Regions from separate parts of the Mus musculus genome. Here regions 2, 3, 4, 5, 6 and 7 are each linked to region 1. Evidence: chromatin contacts called from public HiChIP or PLAC-seq and promoter capture Hi-C data. All regions are on one chromosome and are shown on one strand. The core of a region is the stretch at or near the end of the contact, and the rest is flanking DNA. Distances in the headings are between cores, read along the strand shown.

Region 1 (3,958 bases), core at 384-2,883:
ACGTGCATCTCATAATTGTCCTGTTCGCCCTGAGTAGCCCGAGACACCTGCGTCTCATCCTCAATCTGAGGGCAAATAAGAAAAGCCTAGAATCAACACAGGGAGCAGCCACCTGGCTTAGCTGCCACCGCCGCCGCCGCCGCCGCCACCCGCCTTCATGTCTTTACCATAGCCTGTCAGGCCTTCCCGCAGATCCAGAGCCTACTTCCTGTCTAGACAACTGGCAATGTCTCCAACCCCTTCTTGTTCTCTGGGTGACGATAGGTTACTTCATGTCAAAAGGACACTGCCCAGTCTTTGTGACAGTTTATAAGAAATAAAGGGCTAGAGAGATGGTACATTCAGTTCGATTCCCAGCAACCACAAGGTGGGTCACAACCAGCTGCCATAGGATCTGATGCCCTCCCTCTTCTGTCTGATGTTCTCTTCTGTCTTGCAGGTATAGATGCAAATAGAGTCCTCATATACATTAAATAAATCAATCTTTTAAAAAGACATTGACTTATTTAATGTATATGAGTTCACTGTTGCTGTCTTCAGACACACCAGAAGAGGGCATCAGATCTCATTACAGATGGTTGTGAGCCACCATGTGGTTGTTGGGAATTGAGCTCAGGACCTCTAGAAGGGCAGTCAGTACTCTTAACTGAGCCATTTCTCCAGTCCTTAAATAAATAAATCTTAAAAAGAAAGAAAAGATGTTCAATAAAGGATTAAAAAGACAAACTTTCTGATCTCTGAGTTTAAGCTTACAGGTGGACCAGCTGGAGCCTAACACAGACCTCAGTGGGCTTGAGGCTTCTCAGAAATTATTTAAATAGAACAGCATTTCTCAACCTGTGGATTGCCTTTCACAGGGGCTGCCTAAGACCATCGGAAAACACTGGCATTTACGACTCAAAGGGTAACAACAGTTCTGTAGTTGCAACAAAAATAATTTTATGGCTGGAGGTCACCACAACATGAGGGTTGTGGTGTTTAAGGGTTAAACTCACCAGTCATCACAAGAATCTATGGCAAGGGTAAACCTCAGCCCAGGTGGCTAGTGCTCAGTAACTAACGTAGAGCCCTGGCAAACGGGCCAGAGTTCTCCTCTCTGCTCTGTGCTTGTCACTATTTGGCTCTTCTATTTATCTGCTGTCCCATTACTTTTAACGCCTCTTCACTCCTACCCGCACCGGTCAGGTGAGTCACATTCCCTCTGCTTTCCTCACCCCTGTACCCAGGCCCCAGGGAAAACCAGTCCCAGCCTTCTCCAATGGCTTCGGAACAGCTACCACACACCTTGGCGGTCTTGATGATCTCGGTGAAGTTGTCCATGATGGACTTGATGTCGTCTTTGAGCCGCTTGTTGTATGACTGCAGCAGCGTCTCCTTGCTCTGGGGAAGGGCTCTCTGCTGGGCCATGGCGGGCCCTGGACGAGAACCAGTCTGGTCCGGCCCGAACCGAGTACTGAGGGCTGGGGACCGGGATTTCCGATACAACAGCTCCGTCCACGAACACACGCCCGGCAGCAGGCCCTTACGGCGAGGGAACAAAGCACCCGCACGCTCCTTCCCGCGGCTTCCGTTCACTCCTGGCGCCTCCCGCCGCCTCTCGGAGCCTGCGGTCCGGTGCCAGGGCCCGCCCGCCTGGACGAACGCGCAGCCGCGGCCCGACACGCCCCCGCTCAGGCTCCGCCCCTCTGTCAGAGTCCGAAGTGGGTCCTTGTCGCTTTAAATCCGAAATCCCGCGAGGGCGCCTGCTCTCGCGATATCTGCGGCCACTTACTTATCCCCCACAATTCCCTCTTCTTTCTTTCTCCAGCAGCCGAGCAAGATGGTGAGTGTCTCTGGGCCCCCGCGCTATCCGCCTCCATCCGCCGCCCGTCGCCCGTCAGCGGCGTTCTCCGCCGTCCCTGTCTCCTCGGGGTCCCTCGCGGAAAGGGAGCCACAGCGACCGACTCACAGGCAATGACTCCGCTGCCCGATGGCACGGGTTTCTCTCTTCCGTACAGCCCAAAGGGAAGAAGGCCAAGGGGAAGAAGGTGGCCCCGGCCCCCGCCGTCGTCAAGAAGCAGGAGGCCAAGAAGGTGGTCAACCCTCTGTTCGAGAAGAGGCCCAAGAACTTCGGCATTGGTAAGGAGTGGCGTCGGCGTGTCACAAGGGCAAGGCGCCTTGACGGGCAATGGACTGAATGAGAGCCGGGCACCGTCCCGAGCAGCCGCCACTGCGCATGCTCGGCTGGTGTGAGAAGGGGAATGGTGGTCGTGTGCAGATGATGTGACAGAATATTTGCTATCAGATGAGTGGTGATGACACTAGAACCACCAAGATCGCTGATGCACCGACGCCCTCCTGCCCTGGGTACTGCCTCGGCTGCAGGCCGGCCCGAGGAGAGGCCTCGGTCACAGTGTCCCTCTTAACTTCCCAGGACAGGACATCCAGCCCAAAAGAGATTTAACGCGCTTCGTCAAATGGCCCCGCTACATCAGACTGCAGCGGCAAAGAGCTATCCTCTACAAGCGGCTCAAAGTCCCTCCTGCCATTAACCAGTTCACCCAGGCCCTGGACAGGCAGACAGGTGAGGTTCCGGGCCCCAGAGCCAGAAACTGGCCCCGAGTTTGCCCTTACTGCAGTGCATGGCCACACTAATACAGCTATGAAGAGAGAGGTGGAAGGGGGTCCCCAGTCCCTCCACCTGGAATGGGCGGGATTTGGTGAGGAAGCAGTTGAGGAAGGATCCCCGTGTTGACCTCCTGCCGTCTCATCAGTGTACCACAATAGGGTGGTTTTGTTGGGGGATCAGGGTCTCTAGTTGTGGAGCTCAGCATTGCTGCCTGTTTCATGAGTGCTGGTATTAATGGCATGAGCCACAGCCATTCAGGGCTAGGAGGTCAGACACAACTTTTCAATGCCAGGTTAAGTGACAGGTTAGAATTGGGCCTGGGCGTGAGATTGCTGGCCAAGTAATAGCCCCAGCGCCTTTAAAGGGATTCAGGCTTAGAGTCCAATTGAATGTGTTTTCCAGCTACTCAGCTGCTTAAGCTTGCCCACAAGTACAGGCCAGAGACAAAGCAAGAGAAGAAGCAAAGGCTACTGGCCCGTGCTGAGAAGAAAGCTGCTGGCAAAGGCGACGTCCCAACTAAGAGACCACCTGTCCTCCGAGCAGGTCAGTGCTTCCCTGCCCGTCCCCCCCACCCCCCAAAGGGAGGATGGTAAGGCAGGCTGTGCAGTGATGTGTGAATTTCTTCACCTGAAAATATTGTGAAGAGTAAATCGAGCTTTTTAACCCTGAGTCGCAGCTTAGTGGAGCTGCATTTTTGTGACTGCAGCAGCCGGAGCACACAGGCAAAGTGGTTGTGTTGTATGTTCCAGGAGTCAATACAGTCACCACCTTGGTGGAGAACAAGAAGGCTCAGCTGGTGGTGATTGCCCATGACGTAGACCCCATTGAGGTAGGTGTGAGGTTCTGTGTGGCTTCTGGAAGGTTGGGATCTCTTGCTGGGTTTGAAGAGCTGGGGAAAAGATTGGTGTGGCTCTTGCAATGATGTCAATCTTTGACTGAAGTGACCTTGAAGTGCAATTACTGAGCTTTTTAACCCTGAGCAATTGCCACAAAGTATCTGTGCAGCTAGCTGTTGCTTCTGCCAAAACAACCTACAGCTCATGTTTGCTTCTAGCTGGTGGTTTTCCTACCTGCTCTGTGTCGAAAGATGGGGGTGCCCTACTGCATCATCAAGGGAAAGGCCAGGCTGGGGCACCTGGTCCACAGGAAGACATGCACCACCGTTGCCTTCACACAGGTTAACTCGTGAGTATTTATGCGCCCACACCTTACCCTCACAGCTTTGGACCATTTGCCAGTGATGCTTAGGAATTTCTTCACCTGAATCAACTATGTGGTCACACTGTTGTCTGAGGCAAAAAGGCAGGGAGGGAAGGGTTTATTACTCCTGCTTCTTAAACAGTAACGAGA
Region 2 (3,705 bases), core at 96-2,595, 1.3 Mb before region 1:
ACCTCCCAAAGTCCTCGGTGTAGAAAGTGCGGGCTCCAGGGTGCGCCCGGGGCTCTTCTGGGACATACCGGGGAACGAAAGGCATACCGTAGGCTCGAGTTGTCTCCCCGTAGTAGGAGCGGGAGGGGGGCTCCTGGATCGGGAAGGTGCGTACTTCGCCAGCATAGTAGCTGCCCCCACGCCTTGGACTGGGTCTAGGGGGTTCTTCGGACAAGTAGGGCCTGGAACAGTAGCCATCAAAGGGAAGGCCGGGGCTTGTGGTAAAGCTGCCTGCGTAGCCCTCTGGCTCCTCGGTGTAGAAGAATTGGGTGGGACCTGGAGGCGTTGTGAAGGGTTGACTGCGGTGCTCCAAGTAGTCCCGGGGCCCAGGCAGTGGCCCGTCACAGTACAGAGTTCTGGGGTCAGTACAGTACAAGTCACTGGGGGTAGGAGTGCGTGACAGGGCCACGTGGCGAGGGCCGGGAACTGTGAGGCCATGGAACTGTGGAGCTGTGCGAGCCCAGGACGTCGTCTCTCTAGGTGCGCAAGATCGCGAGCTTCGGGCGGCGTGCTGCAGCACTGCCTCGTCCGGCTTGATGTCCAAACGGCAGCGGACATGGGGGACAGGTCCAGAGGGTGGTTCCGGTGGTGCGCAGCGGCCTGGGGTGGCGCATAGAGGCGCGATGCGTCCGGGGCCTCCCCGCTGTGGCTGGAGCTTGATGGGGTGCAGCTCATTAGCGAGAGCTCTCAGCGCAGGATACGAGGGCTCCCGGCGCGGCGACCCCTCCACCCGCACTGCACGCTGGGCTTCCCGACCTCTGCGTTGCAGTACGGGCGGCGAAGCTGGAGCAGTCGCCAGGCCTTGGGACGCACGGGGCGCGCTCTTGGAACGGGTGCGGCGCCGAGGCTCGCTGTCTCTGGGTCGGGCGCGCGGTGGCGCAGGTTCAGGAGGTGGCGGCTCTGGGTGTGTCTCCATGGTGGGCTCGTCCAGTGCCTCTAAGAAGTCAAAACTACGGCAGTGGCGCTTGTTGAAAGGCGTGGGCGCAGCAGGCCGGGCCACGGATCGCTCACATGGCTGGCGTTTGGACGTGAGCCCTGGGTCCACCACCTTGATGTCCTGGTACACGGTCGACACCAGCAAGTCCGGCGGGTCCGTGCGGGTCATCTTAAAAGACGTCCCCAGGCTGGCAGCTCCAGTCACACGGCCTTTCGGGGATTTTGCCCTGGGAGGAGATACCGGTCAGGGCAGCCTCCTCTGCACCCCAAGCCCTTTACCCCACCCCACCCCACGTGCTGGTCCGGCTTACCTGGGGCATAGGGGATGGTGCAGCCTTGGCTGCAGGTCATGGTCAAGGCTTCTGGTGCTGCCTCCATGCCTATGTTAGATGTACCTGCAGGAGAAAGCTCACAGTCCATGCGACCTGTGGGGTAGATGGGCCAGGAGAATTTAGGCTACTGTGGACCTTCTTTGTAGAGGGAACTCCTGAGTTAAACCTGCCAGGCATTCTCTCCCCCTACTAGGGTCGGTTGGGCAGGCTTAGGTAGATCAAAGCGGGACGTGATCTCAGCACTACTGCCCTCTGGTGCCTACAGTTGGAACGATGCACTTTTAGATTTCCTTACAGGTAGACCCTCTGATAATGCAGAGTCCCAGGTGAGTCAATGAATGGTTCCTGCCTGCCGACTAGGCTGGGCAGAGAACTCTTCTCCTAGCACTCAAGTCCTTTTTAACTAAGCGTAAGTCCCCTCAACTCGATGAGGTCCTAGGCAGAGGAATGATCCCAGAGTTTTCTTGGGTCTCAAATCCCTCTTCCTTTTGCATAAATCTTGGACCCCAGTTGCTTGAATGAAACCCACCAAGCTTGCTGGAACAGAGAAGGCTACAGCAAGACTCTCCTGCTTTGCAGAATTGCACATGGACCCTTCCCCCACCCCCAGTGTGTGCTAAAGCCAGGTTTAGGCTACAGAACCACGTGGGGCCATGTGAGCCACGAGTTCATGGTGTCCTTCCTCTAAGCTGAAAACTACCACTAGTGTACCAAGCCAGGAGGCTGCTAGCTAGGAGGAGGCAGAGGAGAGGGCGGGAAAGCCCCTCCCCAGGACAGAGTCCTTCCCACTCTGGCTTTGGAAAGCTCCATGGAAACGTGTGGTTGTTCATCCCTGGAGCTATGGGCTGAAAACGATCTAGGCTAATGTTCAGATGTGGGCCACCAGTGTCTGTGGTCTCCAGGGCCTGGAGCTGGCTAGAGAAAGAGGGTTTAAGAAGGCGATCACACACACACACACACACACACACACACACACCCTCCCCCCATAATGCACCTACTCCCAGGACATCTGCTCCAGAGGAAGTTGAGAGTGTGTTGGGGCCTGGCAGGACTTGTAAGTGGATGGGCCTTTCGGGTCTCTAGTCCAGGTGTACAAGGGGCTGTTAGAGGGGTGCTCTTTGGAGTCAGAGCTACTAAGTACCAAGGCTTGTTCCAAACCCAGGTTCATGCCGACCCTATTAAGACCCCTTTCATTCTAAACTCAGTGCCAGGTCAGAGTTTGGGTGAGATGACAGGGTCTGAGGCTCCGCCCCAGGAAGGTGACAGTCGGCTTTGCTGGCTGCAGCTGTCAGGAGCAGTGCACTGTGACACACGCTCCCTTTGGGATGGGGTTGGGGCTTGCTCTTGTATCCTAGGTATTTTGAAGGCCCTTCCCAAATAGCAGTCCTGCTTTGGCCCGTCCTGGAGCAGCCATCAGCAAGAACCTAGTCTGCGTTGCTTGGGGGCGGGGACTCCTCATCCTTCCGTGCAGCCCCCTCCCGTGCCAACAGCTCCACATGCTGGGCAGTTTGGCTTGGCCTCTTACCTGGTGATTACTCCACGAGCCGAGCCCGAGTAGTCTGCATAGCCCAGGTCGGTCCCAGTGTGTACCTGGCCCCGCTATAAATATATATATATATATACATACACCCGGTACCAGCAGAAGCTTGGAGGCAGCAGCTGTGATCCTGGCCTGGCGGCTCAGTACTGCCCCTAGTGGCTACCAATAGAATAGCACTTAAAGGGGCCGCGTTATAAGGTAGGTGTATACTGGGACCACAGACGACCTAGCTCTCATTTTAGGCGGTGTAGAGTGAAGGGTAATGTATAGCATCCCCAAAGCACAAATCTTTCGGTCTGAACAGGGAGTCCCTTGCACCAAGAGAAGCCTGCCAGAAGGATTCCAGGCAGGGTCCTGTAAGGAGCCAGAAACCTTGGCTTGTCTTTAGAGAAACTGGGTTTGGGGAAGTTTCCAGAATACACGTCTGTGGTTGGACCTGGGTGGGAGCAGATGCCCATTGGCCTCTCCTCAGGAACTGTCCTCTTTGGCTCTGAAGACGCCAAAATCTCGGCAGGTGCCCGGGAGCCAGATGGCTTGCTCAGCCTGGAGTGTAGCTGCAACTTCCAGTGTCCAATATAGCCTGGGTGGCCACCGCCTGCTTCCTTTGGGGGAAGTCTTCAGGAGGTTCACTTCTTAAGCCACAACCTCATTCTGGCCCTGCGTGCCTCTTGCCAGAGGCACTGGGCCTTCCAGCATCCTAGCTTGGTAGATGATGGGCTATAGATGCCAGACCTGCCTATTTAGGCACCAGACCTGGCAAGATCCCGGTGCTACGGCTTATTGGGCAGTAGTGGGGGTAATTTACGTGTAGACCCTTTCTCTACATCAGGAGTACAAAGTCTGGGAGCTAAAGGGCCA
Region 3 (3,861 bases), core at 1,253-3,752, 1.7 Mb before region 1:
GTCTCCCCCCTTGTCTCTGTCTCTGTCTCTCTCTCTCTCTGTGACCTATCTGTATTTAAGAAGCTCCTGGAAAAGCTGATGGAAAAGCTTTGGGAAATGCCTATCACAGTAGATTTCACCAGAAAGAGATAAGCAAAGACCCAGTTACTGGATTTTTTTTCCCCTATAACTCCAATGTGTTTTTAAAGAGGATTAGGGCAAAGAGGCCAAGGCCAAGGCTTTCCTGCCCTGCAGACCTGAGGGACCACACTCCTGGATGTGTTTTGCGATGCTGGGTCTGTAGCCTCTTCAAGGGACTTCTGTTCCGGTTGTGACTGAGACAGTAACTACTGACTCCTGCTCCTACGTGGGGTATCCACAGACCAGCATACCTCAAACCTGAGGGAGATCACTATTCCCTCACCTTCTTGTCCTTTTCCTATTTTTAATTTTGAGACAGGATTTCACTCTGTAGCCCTGGCTGTCCTAGAACTCCCTCTGTAATCCAGGCTGGCCTCAAATTCAGAGAAATCCACTTGCCTCAGACTCCAAATGTGCCACCACTGCCTCACGAGTTGTTTATTTTGATTCATGATTTTGGTTGACACCAAAAATCTTGGTCCTTCAGGTTTAGCCTCTGGAGGGCTGAGATTACAGGTGCATATCACCATACCTTGCTGATATAGTTTCTTAACATGTAGGTGAGGGCAGCCTTGAACTCCTGATCCTACTTCATCTTCTCTAGTGCTGGAGATCACAGTGTCTGCCCCACATAGACTGCTCTCCTTAGCAGTCACTACTGAGCCTCCCACCCTATCACTGACCTTGGGAAGGGGAACTCCTCCTTTCTGACTCTGCCCATGCTAGATGGCAGGCCTGAGGGATAGGGGACTCTGTTTTTTCAGTTTTATTTTGGGTGCTTCAACAATGATGCTTGTGCCAGGACCTTCCCAGTCCTGCACAGCTAACTGCAGCTCCTCTAGGTACCTCCTGGCATCTGCCATAACTGGTCCTCTCAATCCACAGGTGGAATTACTTTGAATTGTTTGTTTGTTTTGTTTTGTTTTTTGAGACAGGGTTTCTCTGTATAGCCCTGGCTGTCCTGGAACTCACTTTGTAGAACAGGCTGGCCTCGAACTCAGAAATCCGCCTGCCTCTGCCTCCCGAGTGCTGGGATTAAAGGCGTGCACAACCTCCCCCGGCTTTACTTTGGGTTCTTGTGCTGTGATTCTGCCCTCATCTTTTATATCCCTCTGATTACACACCCTGCTGAGTCTACCTTTTGGGCTCTCTGGAATATGCCTGATTTATTCAGCCTTGGGCCACCACCCAGCTCAAGGCACGTGTGCACCTCCTGCTTACGGGGATATATTTATTGCCTAGCATTATTCTTGCCATGTTCAGATAGGTGGTGGTCTTGCTACACTGACAGCATCACTGTGTCAATTCCATAGTCCCTATAGCTTTCATCTTAATAGGACATTTCACTGTAGCTATCCAGGATTTTTGAATGAACCTTTCTTCCTACCCCTTTTCTGTCAGCACAGTTCATGGCTGGGGAATCCTCAACTTTCTGCCCTTTACACAGGTTGCTTCTCACCACCATCTGCCCCTCCTTTTATTAATTTATTTTAGAGACAGGTTCTATGTAGCCCTGGCCAGCTCCATCTGCTCCTGCCTCCCAAGAGCTAGAATTAAAGGTGTGCTCCTTCCTTCCCAAGAGTTGTGTACGATTTCAGGACCCCCTTTACTCTCTGAACATCTGGCACTTTCCCTAGCACCAGGTGTGGTTTTAAGAGCTATTTCTCTCCTCGGATCTACAAAAAGAATCTCTCTCAAAGGCACCTCTCATACTCAACACGCGTTGAAGGGAAGCTATTTCTGTGCACGCTGGGACTCTTATACAGCAATGAAAACAGGATGAGGGTACACATTAGGCCAACCTTACCTTCATGTTGTCAGGAGGGTCTCCTTGGCCTGTGGTCGCACAAACAAATATCACCAGGGGCTCCCTAATGAGATTCGCCTCGAGGACAAGACACAAGTAGATGTAAGGTCTCTGGCAGCCTTGATCAGTGCCCTCCCTGCACCGCATCCCACCACCACCTTCACCTAGGGGAACAGAGTAAAAGTGTTTGGACACTTATTCCCACTGGCTACCAGGCTTTACTTTCTCAGGCCTCAACCTAGTGCCTCCCTTTCCCCTGAATCCGCTTGGGCCCAAAGGGCCTCACTCAAACGTCCTCCATCCGAGGGCGCGAAGTCCGGTGGAGGGTCTCCGCCGTAGCGCCCGAGCCTCACCACGGAGTAAGAGTCCAAAGCCTGCACGCGGCAACCTAGCCGCCGGCGCCGGGCCTCACGGCCCAGCCTCTCCGCCTCGTCCTGGGCTGTACCAGTCTGGCTGCCGAAAAGCACCAGGAGCTGTGGAACCTGCATTACTGCACACGCCGGCCAGAACCGCACACCTCACCAACTTCCCCCTTCCGCTGTCAACAGGAAATGACGCGTTTCAACTGCGCCAGCGGGGGGAGGGGCGGGGATAGCATCTGGACACCACGGGCTTCTGCTAGCCTCCGGTTCCGGGTCCGGGGTTGGGGTCCTCAGGGTCGCAGAGCCCCAGGGCCGGCGTCCAGGCCAGGTTGGGCTGCTTGCTGCCTCCCGTGTGCAGCGGCGGCAGCAGGCGGTCGCCAGGTCTGCGGTCGGAGACGTCACAGCCCGGTGCGGGGCACCGGTGGCCGGTGTTAAGCAGGCGCGATGTTATTCTCGCTGCGGGAGCTGGTGCAGTGGCTGGGCTTCGCCACCTTTGAGATATTCGTGCACCTGCTGGCCCTGTTGGTGTTCTCCGTACTGTTGGCACTGCGAGTGGATGGCTTGACTCCGGGCCTCTCCTGGTGGAACGTCTTTGTGCCCTTTTTCGCCGCCGACGGGCTCAGTACCTACTTCACCACCATCGTTTCCGTTCGACTCTTCCAAGATGGGGAGAAGCGACTGGCTGTGCTGCGCCTCTTCTGGGTTCTCACCGTCCTTAGCCTCAAGTTTGTCTTTGAGATGTTGCTGTGCCAGAAGCTAGTGGAGCAGACTCGAGAGCTCTGGTTCGGCCTGATCACGTCTCCGGTCTTCATTCTCCTGCAGCTGCTCATGATCCGGGCTTGTCGCGTCAACTAGCCTCTTGCAGTGGCTGGAAATGGAGCACTGCGCAGCTGGAGTTCTGGACCTCCCGGTCCTGACCCAACTTGGTGCCACACTGGTGGAGCTTTGGTCAGAAATCAGTGTTTGCTTGTGCCCAGTTTACTGTCCAGTTTTCTTTATATATAAGATCGTTTCCTCGAGCAAAGCTTAAAAGTGAAGTCTTGTTTATTAAAACTTATTTCCAGTTATTCATGCTCTGAATTGCCAGTCAATACTGAACTTTTCCAGCATTTGGAGACTGCATATAAGTAAAATATCCTGCTGGGCTCTGAGTATTTCCCATGGTGATGTGCCCCCTTTATAAATCAGCTTGTTCACTCAGCAGCACTGACCTCAGAGCATGTCCCTTCATCTGTCCAGGGCAGACTTATACGATTGATAAAGAGGGCTGGCATCCCTTTTCCTCTTTTCTGCCAAAGACTAGCCTTTTGTTCATTCCACCTCACAAAGACAAAGAGAAAGCAGACTGTTGAGAAAGGGCATGAATAGGGCCCTGTGTGGGTATCTGCCATCTGAGAAAAAATTCTGGTCTCAAGGCATTGCTTGATTTCCTGGCTCAACCGATTGCAGTTTTTTTTTTTTTTTTTTTTTTTTTTTTTTTTTTTTTTTTTTTTTTTTTTTAAAGATTTATTTATTTATTATATGTAAGTACACTGTAGCTGTCTTCAGACACTCCAGAAGAGGGCATCAGAT
Region 4 (4,105 bases), core at 307-2,806, 1.7 Mb before region 1:
GTTCCTCTCAAGATCTTGGAACAGTAGCCAAGCAGTGGTAGCGCACGCCTTTAATCCCAGCACTTGGGAGGCAGAGGCAGGCGGACTTCTGAGTTCGAGGCCAGCCTGGTCTACAGAGTGAGTTCCAGGAAAGCCAGGGCTATACAGAGCAACCCTGTCTCGAAAAAAAAAAAAAAAAAACTCTCTGAACAATGAGGTATAAGGTGTGGCTAGGGGACCAAATAGGCAGAACCCAATAGACCAAGGATCCCAAGAAGACTAGAGAGCTTTCCAAGCTGAATACACATGAGATTCAGGTTCTCAGGTTAGCAGAAAAGGAGTGTGACCCTTAAACAAGTTGGCCCGACGGGCGGACATCTGGTGGTCACAGTGGTGGTGGGGGGGGGGTTGCCTACTTTCTCCATTCAATTTAGCTATGGTCCCTCCCCGTGAACATAGTAAGGTTGGGGACATGCCCCGGTGAATATGATACAGTTCTGAGTCTGGGGCAGGAACATCCACCAAAGGAGCGTCCCCAGATGGAGCCTGGCTGGGTGGGCTGCCCAGCTGAGGCTTACAGTTGCCTGCTTGGAATTCCCAGTTAGCTTCAGAAGAAATCAAGCCCTGACGTGCCCTGCCTCCTGCTCTGCAAGTCTTAAGATCATTCCTCCTTAATTTCCAGCAACCACAGCGAAGCTATAAGCCGTAAAACATAATGAGGAAATGTGGAGCCTTGCCTTCCCAGCCAGCGCCAGCACCTCCTGCCTCACTCACGGTCAGTTGTTAAGGGTGGTCAATAAAACGTGGGGCTTATGGCTTGGAAATGAGTCATTTCAGAACTCCCTCAAAGGGCAGTGCTGTTGGTCTCACGAGCCAGCCCTGTGTCTTATATGCTGACACTAAGTAAAGGAAACACATAAGGAGGAGTAGTGACAGACTGGCCACCGAGAAAGAGAGAGAGACAGAGAGAGAGGCAGAGAGAGAGAGATAGACAGAGAGAGACAGAGACAGAGGGGGGAGCGAGCGAGCGAGCGAGCCTGTGCCAGCCTGCCAAAGGAACCCCTACCTACACTGTGGGTAGCTTAGGGGCATGGAGCTCCCTCCATCAGTATGGAGGAGCCAAATGCAATTGCTGCTCAAGCTTCCCCGTAAATTACACTTGAGTAGAAAGGACCAGAGTGATGGAGGACTATACAACCGAGCAGTTCGTGAAATTGCCACCTGTGAACGCCAGGTCCAGGCCTGGGAGTGGCTGCGCAAGGAACTCGCAACTCCCGACATCTATGAAGGAAGAAGAAAACTGCCGAAGGAGCTTATACACCGGAGCAACCAGACCCAGGATCCCGCAGTGGTGCTGGAAAACCCCCGAGGCCTTCTGACCACCCTGGCCAGACCAGACTAGTGCTGGTCAGACCAGCGCCCTCTATCCTGGAGGGAGCTGCAGCACGACCCCGCCTCCGCCCCGCCCCCACGTGGGCACCACCCAATCGAAAGAGCCCTGGTGTGCGCGTCAAGAGCGTCTATTGTTATGCAAATATAAGAACCGTAAAAGACGGCGAGAAGCGGCGGGCGAATTAGAACTATTTTGCAAAGGGACGCGGGTGGAGTTCAGCTGGAGCGAAGCCTAACCTCGAAGGGACCACGACTGCGAGTGTCGCGGCCTCCGGCTGCCCCAGGTTCTGCGAACCAGCACCCAGCCCTGTCGCCCGCCCGCTTGGGCGCGGCTGGATGCAGCAGGGGTCCCGCGCCAGCGGCCCTCGGCCCCGAACGCCCGGAGTGCGCAGGGGCGGCGTGCGGGGCCCGAGGGCGCAGCGCCCTCCATGCGCCGAGGCGTACCTCGAGACACGCCCCGAGACAGCCCGGGGCCCGCACTGCAGCCGCCGCCCGCGCTAAGCCGGGGCGCGGCTCGCAGCCCTAGCTCTGCGGCAACATGAGCCAAGCCGAGCTGTCCACCTGCTCGGCGCCACAGACGCAGCGCATCTTCCAGGAAGCGGTGCGCAAGGGCAACACGCAGGAGCTGCAGTCGCTGCTGCAGAACATGACTAACTGCGAATTCAACGTGAACTCGTTCGGGCCGGAGGGCCAGACAGCACTACACCAGTCAGTCATCGACGGCAACCTGGAGCTGGTGAAGCTGTTGGTCAAGTTCGGAGCCGACATCCGCCTAGCTAACCGCGACGGCTGGAGCGCGCTACACATCGCCGCTTTCGGGGGCCACCAGGACATCGTGCTCTATCTCATCACCAAGGCCAAGTACGCGGCCAGCGGCCGGTGATAGCCACCCGGACTCCGGCCCCTGGCCCCCACCCGCGTCGTCTCTGCTGTACCTTCCCGCCAACTACCTCGGTGTGCGCCAGGTTTGCTGGTCCGCGTGGAAATCGGGCTAAGTCTCTACGTCCGCGGCCACGACCAAAGTAGCGCATCCGTGGACCCCAGGGTTCGGCTCTCCGCAAAAGAGCGCCTCCCCTTGGCAGTCCTCTGAGCCCCGCGGGGCCCCAGAGCCTTCCCACGGCCCCGACCGCCTAGAGGGTGGGGGCGGGGCGCAGGCTCCAGTCCGTTTTGAAATTTGAGTCTCACACCGGGAGACTTCGGAATCCCGAGATACCGGATCCTCCGCTTGAAATGTTTTCTCCGGAAGGTGAAAGGCGCGGGCGGACTCGCGCTCCAGCCGCCGCTCGTGAGACCCGGCCGCTCACAGTGCGGCGCCCGCCGCTGGCAGCCGCCAAACAACCATTACCGGGCTCCACCATCTGCGCGCCCTCGCACTTAGGAAGGGAAGGGGACGCTCCGGGTTCCTGATGTCCTCAACTATTTATCACGTGTGTGTATATTTGTGGGTGAAGTTTGTGCGCCTGAGTTTTTTGTTTGGAAATATTGTGCGTGGTTATGGGAGAAAGATGCATTTTTTTTCCTTTAAAACTAAAAACTTGAGTCTACCATTTTTTGGTTGCACTGAAAATACCGCCTAGCCCTATGGTTTTCCCATTGCTAGCCCCTCCCCCACCGAGTCCCTAATCTTCCACACCTCATTCCTCTTTTCCTCTCCCTGGATTCTGAGTTTAGAGAGCCTAGGATCTGTCTCCCTTTCCCCTCCCGTGAGAGGCCACCATTCCCCACACAGGCTGGTTTAGCAAAGTTCCAAAGGGCTCTTGAAGCCCGCGTGGCTGGGACGTGGGGATTCTGAGAGCATGGTACCCTTCCTAGTGACTTCTATTATAGTTAATAGTCGGTTGCACACTTTTTTAAAAAAGTAAATGAATTTGCCACGATTAAATGTCATAACATTTATGACAGAATATAAAATATTAACATATTTTAAGCCAAGTTTTAGGTGTATTTTTTTGAATCTTGGTTATGAACCCAATTTTAAAGGGCGTTGTATCCAGCGTTGTGAAGGCTGTTGTGTACCCATATTTATATTTTTATAAAATTCCTATAAAGACTGTGAATCTCTCATACTATTGCTGAATGAGTGGAAGGGCTGCTGTGCTCTTTCTGCCTTCCCCAATCCCCATCCCCACCCTCAAACCCTGCTCCAAGGCCCTATTATGATCTGAGGATCCAGCCATGAGGGAGGGGCTGTGCCAAGGACCAGGGCTGGAGGAGGTGCTGGAGCGTCACTGGCTGTCCCAGAAAGGAGACTTCCTGGTTTCTGTGGTTCCAATTTTCTATGCATCTCCATTCCCCTTCTTGTTTTGATCCTGGGAAATAAAAGGGAGGCTGAATTATTCAAATTTAAATGAGGTTTCCCCTTCGTAGAAGTGCTGCTGACCCTGCGTGCAAAAATGGGGAGCACTTGAGGACACAGGTGGGTGGAGCCCTTTGTGCCGCCTGGCCATATTCTTCGGTCTTCTGCGCTTTTATGAACCAGTGTGGGAGGAATAGTGATAATGTCATGAGAATGGCAGACACTGAGACAAGCACAGATTACTTCAAAAGGAGTTCTGTATGGTTTTTCTACACGCAAATGCCTTTTTAATTATGTTAATTAATGTTAAAACGTACTGGGCCTATGTTGAAGCTTCAGATGGGTCCTGGTTGGTCTCTTCTATCTGTATGAAGTCTGTGGCACACTCCTAAGCGTACGATATAGACTTGTAGCCCATCGTGAAAAATTTATAAATAA
Region 5 (3,725 bases), core at 345-2,844, 1.4 Mb before region 1:
AATAAACAAGAAAAATGACGAGGCATCTTACATTTGCTTTGAAGTAGTCCACAAAGGCCAACACGGGCTGAGAGACAGCTGACAGAAGTTCTGGAGGCACCAGGAGCCTAGCACTGACTTGGCTCTCAGTCCTCTGCTCAGAGTTTCTCTATATTTCTCATACTGGTTTTTTGAGACAGGACCTTATGCAATTCATTCTATGAAACCTGGATTCTGACAAATTTCAATAAACTGTTTCTCTCCTGGGACAGGTGAGGCTCAGTGGGTGAGTATGTGCTTTGTGTGTTCATGGCCCTGTGTTCCATGCCCTGCACTGGCTGCTTCAAATCCCAGCTAAACTCAGAACCTGAGAGTGACTTGAATATTCACTCAATACTCCAGGCTGGCAGGCCACCAAACCCCAGAGATGTTCCTGTCTCTGCTTCTCCAACTTTGAGATTACAGGCGTATGCTGCCGTACCTGACTTTTTTAGATGAGTCCTGGGGGAGACCAGGGAATGAATGCTTGTCCTCAGGTCCTGACCATAAAGGATTACAGAAGACACACTTGTAACAACACATTCAGGCAACAAAGACAAAGCTCAAACTCCCCTAGCAGACACAATCTAAATCTATCAGCATTTATTCAAGCAGAATTCAAATTTAACATTTTAAGAAAATATAGTTGTTAAAACTGAAATTTTGGGGGGTGGGGTGGATGGGTGTGGTTGAGAAAGGGTCTCACTATATAACTTTGCCTGGTCTGGAATTCACTATGTAGACTATAATGATGGGCTGGAGAGAGAGCTCAGTGGTTAGAAGCACTTGTTGCTCTTGCAGCAGACTCAGGTTCAACTCCCAGCTCCCACATGGTGGCTCACAGCCAACCTTAAGTCCAGTTCTAAGGGAGCCAGTGCCCTCTTCTAGTCCCTCTTTGGGCACCAGGTATGCAAGTGATGCACATATACATATACAGATAAAAGCCCATACACATAAAATAAATAAATGTGAAAAGCAAGTCCACGATGAGGCCATGCCGACTGGCACACCTGCCTTCCCAGTTTCAGCTGTTCCCTGGAATCTGTAGCCTGGCTGGCCTGGAACTCACTATGTGGGGACCAGGCTGGCCTGGAACTCACAGAGATCTGGCAGCCTTTGCTTTCCCTAGTGCAGTACCAGGCTTTGCCTTCAGGACAACAGACTTTAATACAGCTTTCAATTCATCTTCAGAATGAAAGACATTATCATAAAGGAAAACAGAGCCAAAGGCTAAGCAGGATTTTTTTCCCATCTTTCAAACATTTTAAATAATTCAAACCATAAAAAAAATGTTTTAGTTACAACCTTAGTTCCAGTGAAAGCTAAGAAATAAAGAGATTTGTGACAGGCAGAAGAGAGGATTATCTGTGGTGATGACTGCACAAAGAGGGTGTAATTTCTTCTCTGGCTTGTGACATTTGCCACCAGCGACAAGTTTTTATCAATAAAATCAGCTAAGGCTGAGCTGTGCCTGCCCTCCCATGTGACCAAACCCAACTCATCTCAGGGACTTTCCAGAGCTCTCAAAGGGTGCAGCCAGGGACTTTCCACTCTGCATGCCTACAAAGCCACATGGCACCAAGCCCATGGCCTGGCTGCAGTTCCTGGCCATCAGTCAGAGGCCCACACAGTCACTGACCTACAGTACCACAGGCCTGGAAGCAACAGAAATCTTGGGGGAATCTAAAGCCTACCACAGGCCTGGGAAGAATTATTCCACTTGCCCCAGGGGTCTCTCAAAACACCTTCAAGAGCAAACAGGTTCTATAGGCCACCATGCCCTACACCCACATTTTCCTGCATCCACCCAATACACCAAGCATGTCACTTCCCTAGGAGCCGTCTCTTTCACAGGCAGCACTAAGCATTTCATTTTAAGGATACAGTGTGGACTATGACTCTTGATCAGGTCCTGACACCATGCTTGAAAAAAATGAGTTTCTTGTTCACCCAAGTGAAGCCCAAACTGCTCAGCTAGAGACTGAAACCTAAAGTGTGACCAGTCAACAGGTCACGGGACATATAGCCAGACACAAGAGGCAGGCATAGGAAAGACAAGGCCTCACTAGCAGCCTGGGCCACCTCTGAACACATGGTCCTCCTGTCTCAGCCTTCTAAGAATAGGGATTATAGGTGTGCATCACCATGTCCAGCGGAATCAAAAACTTCTTTGAAGGTTGTTGACTAAAGCAACAAGAGGAATGAGAAACTTGGTAGACTGGAGGAGTGTCACTTAACCACGTGGCCTCTGTAATGCAGGTTTAACTCAAGATGCCTAAAGGTGACATACTAAAAAAAAAAAAAAAAAAAAAAAAAAAGCTCATGCTAATGTCCACACTACACTGGCCCCTTTCATAGACCACCTCTTCCTCTGGCCTTCTAGATGACTTTCTGTGACCAAAACAAATATACCCATTAGTTAAATAACTTCCAGAGTCAACACAATTCACAGCAAGAAAACTCTTGTGAGTGAGGCAGGGTAGTGCACATCTTTAATCCCAGAACTCAAGAGGCAGAGGCAAGTGGATCTCTGAATTCCAGGACAACAGGGCTATAGAAAGACTGACTCACACCGAGTGTGGTGATGCACGCCTTTAATCCCAGCACTCGGGAGGCAGAGGCAGGCGGATTTCTGAGTTCGAGGCCAGCCTGGTCTACAAAGTGAGCTCCAGGACAGCCAGAGCTATACAGAGAAACCCTGTCTCGAAAAACAAAACAAAAAACAAAAACAAAAAAAAAAAAGACTGACTCAAAAGAAATAGAAAACAAATAACAATAGAGAAATCCCTGGTGGGTATGATATACACCACAGACTCCCACTGAGCTTAAAAGCTGCAGCTTCCTGCAAACAATGAAAACTTTGCAGCCAAAGCAACACAAAGGTGTTACCAAGGCCAGCCTGGCGCTAGCTTCTTATGTAAGGCACTCCCGTCCTACTGTACCTCTGGGGAACTGGAGTAGGACGTGGAAAGAAGTGACAGGCTTATGGTACAGGCCTACCTGCACTATTTGGGTTTCAAAAAGGGTACTCTTTAAACAAAGAAAGAAACAAAATAAAACAAAAACAAAATTCGCTAGGTAGGCCCAGCTAGCCCTCAACTCAGCATTCTCTAGCCTCACCTTCCCAAGTGCTGGGGTCACAGGCATACTCAGAGAAAAAAAGGTCCTTCTTTTCCTTTCTTTTCTGTTTTTTTGAGACAGGGTTTCTCTATGAAGTGATGGCTGTCATGGAACGTTCTCTGTAGACCAGGCTAGCCTCAAATTCAGAGATCTACCTGCCTCTGCCTCCCGAGTACTGGCATTAAAGGAGTGTGCCACCATGGCCAGCTCTGAGGAGGAACTTTTTTCACATACATTAGCCAGGCCAGTTCTAGCAAAACTAGAACACGGCTTCTATGAGAAATGTTTTGTAGGGGTTGAAGAGATGACTCAAAAGCATGGGAGCTGGAGAGATGGCTCAGCGGTTAAGAGTACCATCTGCTCTTCCAGAGGGCCTGAGTTCAATTCCCAGCAACCACATGGTGGCTCACAACCATCTGTAATGGGACTGGATGCTCTCTTCTGGAGTGTCTGAAGACAGCGACAGTGTGCTTATATAAAATAAATAAATAAATCTTAAAAAAAAAAAAGAAAGAAAAAAAAGTTAGGAGCACTGACTGCTCTTCAGAGGACCCAGCTCAATTCTCGGTAGGCAGCTCACAGCTGTC
Region 6 (3,847 bases), core at 164-2,663, 1.7 Mb before region 1:
AACGTCCAACACCGAGTCAACCAGCTCTGCACCTTCTGTGTAGTGCCCCTTGGCCCAGTTGTTCCCAGCCCCACTCTGACCTGTAAGAGAAAACAGTAGGTCACACTAAGTATGTGCCCAAGGGGCCAAATGACATGAGGTGACACTGAATAAAGTGTACAGACCCAAAACAATCTGCCATGTTAAAAAAAAGGGGAGAGGGGGTGCTGTGCATAATGGCACAAGCTTTTAATCCCAGCACTTGGTAGGCAGGTAGTTCTGAGTTTAAGGTCAGCCTGGTCTACAGTTAAAGAGGCCAGGCAGGGATACATAGATTGGGGATGGGGGGTGGGGGAGACCAGACGGAGATGTACAGAACACACTAGAGCTAAGACAGTAAATACTTCCAAAGGCACCCCTGCCAATGTTCAAGGAGAGTACAGGGCCCCTGCCACTAGGTCAGGTCTTCTCATACTCTCTACTAGCAACTAATCTACCCGCAGTCAGTTGGACCTTCCTCCTAAAGCTGCTTTCGGCCAAGGGATTGAGTGACTCAGAGGGCAAGAAAGTGTACACCTGGTGGCTATTAAGGAAGAACTTTAGGTCAGCCCCTTGACCTTTGAGCCTCATGGGTAGCAAGCCCGTCCACACCTCCACCACACTCACCAAAGACGAAGTTATCAGGTCTGAAGATCTGCCCGAAGGGCCCTGAACGCACCGAGTCCATGGTGCCGGGCTCCAAGTCCACGAGCACGGCGCGGGGCACATACTTGCCACCTGGTTGGGACAGGGGGACGTCAAGTGTGCTCAAACTGGAAGGGTGGTGAGGAGGATGGATGGGGTAGAGGAGCCTTACCGGTGGCTTCGTTGTAGTACACGTTGATGCGCTCCAGCTGGAGGTCGCTATCTCCGTGGTAAGTGCCAGTGGGATCAATGCCATGCTCGTCGCTGATTACCTCCCAGAACTGCAAGGGAGTCGGGCGTTAGCTGAGTCACGCCGGCCGGCCGGTGCGCTCCAAGGCAGCCCCGCCCCGGATGGGTGCGGCAGGCCCTCCCCCTCCCTCCAGTCTCAGGAGCGCCAGGGCGACGAATCCCTAAGGGCCGCGCACCGTCCGCCCCACCGACACCAGCCACCGGCGCTACGTCTCGGCCCAGCGTACGCCGGTATCCAGGACGCAATGAAGGGCGACGCTCCGGGCCGCTTCCGCCATCTTCCCCGGCTGGCTGTCCCAGTGGCGTCTGGCTCGCAGAAACCTAGCCTCCTACCTTGGCGCCAATCTGGTTGCCGCACTGCCCAGCCTGCAGGTGCACGATCTCCCTCATGGCGGCGGCGACTGCGGAACAGCTGTAGAAGAGGAGCACTTCGGGAGGAGCAGGCGCACAGAGTGCTACAACCGACGCTCTGCCAACATTTATATACCTCTTATGACCCGCCCTCGTCAGCACAGGATTGGGCTTTCAGAACGAGGCCACGAATTATCCTTGTCTGATTGGCTACATTTCCGTCAATCGAGCGGTCTGGGGCCCGCCTTCCCAACAATATACTCTCATTATTGGTCACGCTTGCCTACGGCTCCCCCTATCACAATCCCCGCCCTGGCGCCGCAGTGCTCAATCCATTGGGTGTTTCAAATGATTGATTTGCACTTCCATTGGCTGCCTCCTGGGAGCACTCCGAGAGCCTGACACTATTGGCTGCGCTGTTTTGGCGTCCTGGTAACCGCCGCAGTGCAGCGCGCGGGTGGGACGTGGAAAGCCAGCTTCCGGCTGAAAGGGAGGGGGCGACTTTTCAGAGCTTTGTGGGCTCGGGCGGCTTGGTAGGTCTGGCAGCTGCTGCGGGGAGAGAAAGGAGACGCGGGCAGGCATTGTCGATCCGGAACACACCTTGCAAGCCTCAAGCTGAGGCGAATTGAAACGCTAACAATAATAGGCTCTGGATGAGGCGCCGGGCCCTTCCGGGACGCACTGGGCAGGCGCGGGGTCCTCTGTCTCTATCTGTCTCTCTCTCTCTCCCCCCTCCCCTCTCCCCCCCCCCCTTCTCTCTTCCCCTCCCCACCCCACCCCTGGGAGGGCCATCCCTCCGCCCCTTCGGCCTCCCTAGATGTTGTGGAAACTTGCTGGCCAAGAGCCGGTTTCCTTGGAGCCTGAGTTCCAAGTGCGCACAGAGCTGCATGGAGACTACAGGGCTGGGCATGCCTGGCCATGACTGTTAGAGGGAAAAACAAACAAACAAACGTGTGCAAGTCCCTGTCCTGTAATGGAGAGCAATACATGTACATATTTCTTTTTTTTTTTTTCAGGGTCAGGTCCAAAGCACCCCTACCCCCAAAATGGTAGTGCTGACATTGTCCTAAACAGGACTTGACCAGGTAAACAAGCTTAAAAGTTTCTGTTTACCAGAAGAGCAGGTCTCTTAAAGTGATTTCTGTTCACCTTAACTTTAACCTTCCCTCCCAAGTCAGCTACCTCTCGAAGGCAAGTAGTTCTGAAACAATCCTTTTTCTCCATTTGCTCCCCCCACCTTGGCATTTTGATCCCCAATATCTTTCTGCCCACAAAATGGTCTAGTTGGTAATTTCTCTACGCCATTGCTTATGAGACAGAGTCGTCTGGCCTGTAACCTGGAATTCTGCCTTAGCCTCCAGAATGCAAGGACTACAGTTCTTAGTCTTCATGTCTGATGTGTAACTTTTTAAAGGAATATTATACAATGGGTCTGTCTCAGTCTAGCCACTTCTGGCTTTTGGAATGAACTACCTTCAAAACTAAGGGTGTTAGGCAATCCCTGTTGGTTGTGGTATCCAAGTACCTACCAACCATGTCACAGGAAAAAACCCCACCAGGACAAGCAGAGTCCTGTATCCTGAGCAGTGGCATTCTGTCGCTATATACAAAATGCAGTCCTGCCGGGCAGTGGTGGCGCATGCCTTTAATCCCAGCACTCGGAGGCAGAAGCAGGTGGATTTCTGAGTTTGGGACCAACCTCGTCTACAGAGTGAGTTCCAGGACAGCCAGGGCTACACAGAGAAACCCTGTCTCAAAAAAACAAAAACAAAAACAAAAACAAAAAAAAAAAAACCGCAGTCCTAGTGTTCATATTTACTATACTGACCAGGATCTCCAGAAAGATCTGACTGTCTTGTCCTTTCCCAGAAGGGTAGATCAGGAAGGGGGGGCTGAGTTCTGTGACCACACTGACAGGACCCATACATACCTCAGGAGGTTTAAATGTATGTAAGGTACCAGGTCACTTTTTGGCATGCTGAAGGTTATCTCAGTACCTAGAAATATCTTCTGAGTTAAAGATCCTGGACTCTACAGAGTAGCTTAGGTGCCAAGATGTCAACTATTAGAATCTCATAGCACACACCTGAGAAGGAAGCAGAAGTTCGGTATTTTAACACAAAGAGCTTCCTGGGTGTCTTGGAGATGTTTGGGTCCCAAGCTGGGCAGTAAATACAAACAACATAGCAAAAGCCCACCAAGGACAGTGGCTGCCCACAGCTGGCAGGGGAAGACACTCTAGGTCTTTACTATGAATCAAGAGTTCCCCTGTGCCAGTAGGCAAAGGAGACCCAGTATATCAAGAGGTCCTGGAACCTATAGCATGAGAGGGTGTGCATAGAGCTGGCCAGAGGAGCAGAGAAGCAAGGCAGAACGGGCTGTGGGAGCATCGGGTGCCTGCCCTCCCAGCCCAGTCTGCAGCTGTTGGAGGCCGCACAAGGAAGGCTCTGTTTACTGGTGGCCATGGTCCCACTGGGAGGGTGCATTACTGCCAGGCAGGAGCAGCAGGCAGACAGTCTCTGTGGCCTTAAAGGACCCTGTAGTCAGCTTTTGTGAAAGGCCTCCCCTCACCCCGGAAGGAGAG
Region 7 (3,667 bases), core at 1,115-3,614, 1.5 Mb before region 1:
AGAGACCCTTATGTCCTTTCTTATTTTATCTATCTATCTATCTATCTATCTATCTATCTATCTATCTATCTATTTATTTTCGAGACAGGGTTTCTCTGTGTAGCCCTGGATGTCCTGGAACTCACTTTGTAGACCAGGCTGGCCTCAAACTCAGAAATCCGCCTGCCTCTGCCTCCCGAGTGCTGGGATTAAAGGCGTGCGCTACCACGCCTGGCTCCCTTTTTTATTTTTTGAAATGAATCCTTTCACAACTTCATACGTATATAATGTCCCTTGATCATATTCCCCCACCATCTTCCCTCATTCCCTCCTCTCAAATCCTTTCTTCTTCTTAACAAGACCCCTCACACTTTGATATCATGGTCTGTCTGTGTGTGTGTCCCACTGCATTTAATCAGAACTGAACATGAACGTCAGTTGGAGGCAAAGCTTCACTGCTAAGGACTATGACCCTCTTCCCCCAGAAACTATTAGCTGCCTATCACTGCCTAGGCAGAGGCTGGGCCTCATGGGCCTCCCTAGCACCCACCAGCTCTTATCTTCTTTGCAAGTTGCCTCAGTTGACCAGGGCCCTGGGTTGAGTCTTATTCGTTTTGCTGTGCGGAGCAGTGCTGGTTTCACTTTCTGTAGGTGGTTACTCCTGTACCTAGCTATGCATTTGTTCCAGGAACCCCCAAGGCCCCATCCTAGCATGGTTCCTCCCTGCAATATGGCATTTGCACTATCCCTCATCAAATAAAGATTCCTGTATGCTTATTATCCACTGAGTGCCTATACTTCAGACCAATGCTAGGCCTTGGGATGGCTCAGTTTTATTCCCAAACATCGCAGTAATTCATGGTAAGCAGTCACTACAGCCAGACATGTAAGGTAAAAACATTTAAGATTTGGGGGCAGGGGCAGAGGAAACAGGTGCCTGGGCTAAGTCTGAAGGGTTCATAGCAATCAATCAATACATAATCAATAGAGGTTAGCCCTCTTCATGTAGCCCAGGGCCTGGAAGAAAGGGAGCATGGATGGACACCCTGAGGACTAGGCAAGACAAGAAGTAATTAAAATATGAGACATCAGAGGGTCTTTGACCAGGTCTGTCCCCAAAAGGGTAGCTAAGGTCCATGGAACTCTGGGCCCACTAAAAATACCTTACTATGAATGAGCCACAACTTTGGGTGAGATGGGTGTGGTAGAGTACACCTTTAGTCCCAGCACTTGGGGGGCAGAGGCAGGCAGATTTCTGAGTTCGAGGCCAGTCTGGTCTACAGAGTTAGTTCCAGGACAGCCAGGGCTACACAGAGAAATGCTGTCACAAAAAACCTGTCTCAAGACAAACAATCAAACAAAAACAATTTTGAATGAGCAACTCCTAGAAAGGTGGAACCAGGGAAGTTGGGCAGGGAAGTTGCTTCCACAACTTGAGACACGTGCCCTATTGCCAGAGGCTTTCCCAGATGAGCTGGAGTGAAGTTCTGAGTTAAAGGGTCTGTCTGCAGGCATTCAGAAGGGTCTCTCTGTGTTTAGAAAGTGCAGGCAGCAGTTAACAGGTGGGCTGTTCTCAGTGGCTACATTTGTCTCAGTGACACCCAGGAGTTTGGGAATGTAAGCATGTGTAGGCATAGAGAACAGGCAAATGAATTGGCGGAGGGGGGGGGCATCCTAAGGATCTCCCTGGTCTCCAGGGGGTGCTCCTGCCAGCCCTGAGACGGGCTTCTGGGTTAAGACTGCAGCAGGCTAAGGCCTAGATAGAAGGGCCGAGTGGTCCCACTGCAGAGCTAGGCCAGGGCTGTGAGGGCCAGATTGACAGCTAGAGATGTCCCTTAAAAGGGCCAGATAGCCGGGCGTGGTGGTGCACGCCTTTAATCCCAGCATTCCGGAGGCAGAGGCAGATGGATCTCTGAGTTCAAGGCCAGCCTGGTCTACAGAGTGAGTTCCAGGACAGCCAGGGCTACACAGAGAAACCCTGTCTCCTAAAAAAAAAAAAAAAAAGGGCCAGAGCAGGGTCCCAGGACCAGAGCACCAATGGAGTTGGTCACCGGATGGGCATCTGGGGACAGAAGACAACTTGGCTTTGTCCTATAGTTGGCAGGACAAGACAGACTGTCCCAAAGGACCAAAGGTAGAGTTGGCAGTTGTTGGGACAGAGGCCTCAGTGAAGGAGAGCGCCCAACTGTCTGGAGCCTATAATCCTCTTGGGGCGTTCTTAATGCAAGAGAAGGGAGCCCCAGAGTCAATCGGCGCCTGGCCCCAGGGGACCCTCAGTGTAAAGGACCGAAGTGAGCAGGAGGGGCTAGACATTCTATCCTTACTTGTGAGGCTACTTGGGGTACAAGATCCGTGAAGGGCCCCAAGCTCCGCCCCTCAGAGAAGTGCCTGGGAAGGCGGAGCGCACATGAACCAGAGAAAAGGCTCTACCGAGGCAGGAGGGATGGTGGACGTGGAGACAGGGGGATCGTGGGCAGCAGCGGTAAGAACTCTGGCTGGTTCTACCCGTTTCTCGTTAAGTCTCCCAAGGGCCGGATGGTGTGGGCGCCCGCCCCTAGTGCAGGAGAAATCAAACTGGGACTGGTGGCTGCGGAGCCAATCCCGGAACAGATGGGCCAGTTTCGACCAATAGCCGCTGAGAATATTAATGAAAGCTGACGCGGCGGCGACCAGCTCTTCATTCAAAAACAGCAGCTATTGTCGCCGTGGGGAGCGCGCGCCGCCTTGCAGGTTCTGCCATCTGGTCTTGCGGGGACCGACGCGGGTGGAAGCTGGGCGCCCATGGCCGTGGCAGCGATGGCCGAGCGTGGCCGCCTATCGCACGCTGCGCCCGCTCCTAGTACAGAGGGGCTACCGCGAGCCTTTCTCCAGAGCCTGCGCACCCTCTTCGACATCCTGGACGACCGGCAACGCGGCTACGTGCACCTGCGGGAGATCGAGTCCCGCTGGCAAGGTGCAGACGCACGCGAGCTGCCGTGCGGCGTGCTCGAGGGCCTGCGCCAGGTGGCCCCGGCCAATGGCTACCTGACCTTCGAGCGTTTCGTAGCGGGCTTGCGCACCTCGCTGCTGAAAGCCGACGGCGGCCAGCGGGATCAGGCACGCGTCGCGGCCCGGCCTGGGGACCAGTCGTCCCTGCAGCAGCGCCTGATGTTCGCACCGGCCGATGAGCCGCGGACTGTCCTGGAGAGAAAGCCTCTGCCTCTGAGTGCGTGCCCTGCTTCTGGTGGCCCCAGTGGCACCTCCCGGAACCCTGAGCTGTTATGTGTCCCGGTGGAGGCGGCGTCCTGCCCCACAGAGACCGAGCGGCCCCTGAGCAAGGCGCTGGAGCAAATCCCCAGCGCGGATTTGGGTGAGTTTGGGTCCCTAGTCACACCTCGTAATTCCAGGGACTTGTGCTAGAAACTGGAGACCCACAGGGTCTTGTCAGAGGGGTGGAGATGGGGACGACTGTGAGCAGCCTCTTAAGGAAGGTTGGGGCCACCTGGGTGGAAAGGGGCTTTGGCCTGTGCCTAAGTGCTGAGGTAAGGGCAGAGGCCCGATACCAGGGCCAAGGGCTGATAAGTGACTGATAACTCAGGAGACGCCCAGTCTGTCTCAAACCTGAGCTAGGCATTGGAGCGTCTGTGGCCGTGAGAGAAGGCATCAGCCTGCTGTACCTGCTCTAGACCTGGGGACATCTGGGTCTTCA

What was found. Promoter capture Hi-C pulls out the DNA fragments that hold promoters and counts their contacts. HiChIP or PLAC-seq counts read pairs in DNA pulled down with a chosen protein or histone mark. Capture Hi-C pulls out chosen DNA fragments and counts their contacts.
Region 2: a contact with region 1 is called in a promoter capture Hi-C map of liver, with 9 times the contacts expected there. The contact joins the promoter of Ajm1 here to the promoter of Med22 in region 1. A contact is called at or near these places in 5 of 39 promoter capture datasets (the C10 cell line, the HPC-7 cell line, liver and 1 more), 1 of 484 Hi-C or Micro-C datasets (CD8 T cells), 7 of 115 datasets of contacts at active chromatin or transcription factors (double positive thymocytes, embryonic forebrain, embryonic hindbrain and 4 more) and 1 of 9 other capture datasets (liver).
Region 3: a contact with region 1 is called in a promoter capture Hi-C map of liver, with 2.8 times the contacts expected there. The contact joins the promoter of Tmem203 here to the promoter of Med22 in region 1. A contact is called at or near these places in 2 of 39 promoter capture datasets (liver and pre-B cells), 1 of 484 Hi-C or Micro-C datasets (B cells), 1 of 115 datasets of contacts at active chromatin or transcription factors (double positive thymocytes) and 1 of 9 other capture datasets (liver).
Region 4: a promoter capture Hi-C map of pre-B cells shows a contact between it and region 1, with 5 times the contacts expected there. The contact joins the promoter of Nrarp here to the promoter of Med22 in region 1. A contact is called at or near these places in 2 of 39 promoter capture datasets (liver and pre-B cells) and 1 of 9 other capture datasets (liver).
Region 5: a contact with region 1 is called in a FOXA1 HiChIP or PLAC-seq map of pancreatic cancer cells. The contact joins the enhancer-like site here to the promoter of Med22 in region 1. A contact is called at or near these places in 2 of 39 promoter capture datasets (liver and pre-B cells), 2 of 484 Hi-C or Micro-C datasets (B cells and erythroblasts), 2 of 115 datasets of contacts at active chromatin or transcription factors (pancreatic cancer cells and thymic regulatory T cells) and 1 of 9 other capture datasets (liver).
Region 6: a promoter capture Hi-C map of pre-B cells shows a contact between it and region 1, with 5 times the contacts expected there. The contact joins the promoter of Tubb4b here to the promoter of Med22 in region 1. A contact is called at or near these places in 7 of 39 promoter capture datasets (the C10 cell line, the HPC-7 cell line, cranial neural crest and 4 more) and 1 of 9 other capture datasets (liver).
Region 7: a contact with region 1 is called in a promoter capture Hi-C map of liver, with 4 times the contacts expected there. The contact joins the promoter of Sapcd2 here to the promoter of Med22 in region 1. A contact is called at or near these places in 2 of 39 promoter capture datasets (liver and pre-B cells) and 2 of 115 datasets of contacts at active chromatin or transcription factors (pancreatic cancer cells and thymic regulatory T cells).

Annotation. Positions count from the first base shown.
Region 1 is chr2:26,909,009-26,912,966 of GRCm38.p6, forward strand. It overlaps Med22 (mediator complex subunit 22), which reads right to left and starts at 1,634. Exons shown (of 4, transcript NM_001033908.1): 1 at 1,285-1,634; 2 at 1-65. The coding sequence starts at 1,407. It overlaps Rpl7a (ribosomal protein L7A), which reads left to right and starts at 1,799. Exons shown (of 8, transcript NM_013721.3): 1 at 1,799-1,822; 2 at 1,998-2,118; 3 at 2,414-2,563; 4 at 3,011-3,151; 5 at 3,358-3,437; 6 at 3,663-3,793. The coding sequence starts at 1,820. Gm23969 (a small nucleolar RNA gene) reads left to right here and starts at 2,253; the gene lies at 2,253-2,326. LOC115489587 (a small nucleolar RNA gene) reads left to right here and starts at 3,210; the gene lies at 3,210-3,283. It also overlaps LOC115489586 and LOC115489588.
Region 2 is chr2:25,578,754-25,582,458 of GRCm38.p6, forward strand. Ajm1 (apical junction component 1) reads right to left here and starts at 1,346. Exons shown (of 1, transcript NM_001005424.2): 1 at 1-1,346. The coding sequence starts at 1,144.
Region 3 is chr2:25,252,937-25,256,797 of GRCm38.p6, forward strand. Tmem203 (transmembrane protein 203) reads left to right here and starts at 2,503. Exons shown (of 1, transcript NM_177344.3): 1 at 2,503-3,416. The coding sequence starts at 2,734. The coding sequence ends at 3,144. Ndor1 (NADPH dependent diflavin oxidoreductase 1) reads right to left here and starts at 2,478. Exons shown (of 14, transcript NM_001082476.2): 1 at 2,281-2,478; 2 at 1,928-2,005. The coding sequence starts at 2,415.
Region 4 is chr2:25,179,202-25,183,306 of GRCm38.p6, forward strand. It overlaps Nrarp (Notch-regulated ankyrin repeat protein), which reads left to right and starts at 1,557. Exons shown (of 1, transcript NM_025980.2): 1 at 1,557-4,105. The coding sequence starts at 1,910. The coding sequence ends at 2,254.
Region 5 is chr2:25,532,812-25,536,536 of GRCm38.p6, forward strand. All of the region lies in intron 4 of Traf2 (TNF receptor-associated factor 2), which reads right to left. Among named protein-coding and RNA genes, the nearest start is that of Traf2, 12 kb to the right of the region's middle. Within about 2 kb of position 1,595, at least 187 of the 459 cell types and tissues checked have an H3K27ac peak or open chromatin away from gene starts, as enhancers often do. A contact at or near this core is called in B cells, erythroblasts, liver and 2 more, where this site is marked.
Region 6 is chr2:25,223,289-25,227,135 of GRCm38.p6, forward strand. Tubb4b (tubulin, beta 4B class IVB) reads right to left here and starts at 1,414. Exons shown (of 4, transcript NM_146116.2): 1 at 1,246-1,414; 2 at 836-944; 3 at 646-756; 4 at 1-80. The coding sequence starts at 1,302.
Region 7 is chr2:25,369,671-25,373,337 of GRCm38.p6, forward strand. It overlaps Sapcd2 (suppressor APC domain containing 2), which reads left to right and starts at 2,365. Exons shown (of 7, transcript NM_001081085.2): 1 at 2,365-3,328. The coding sequence starts at 2,761.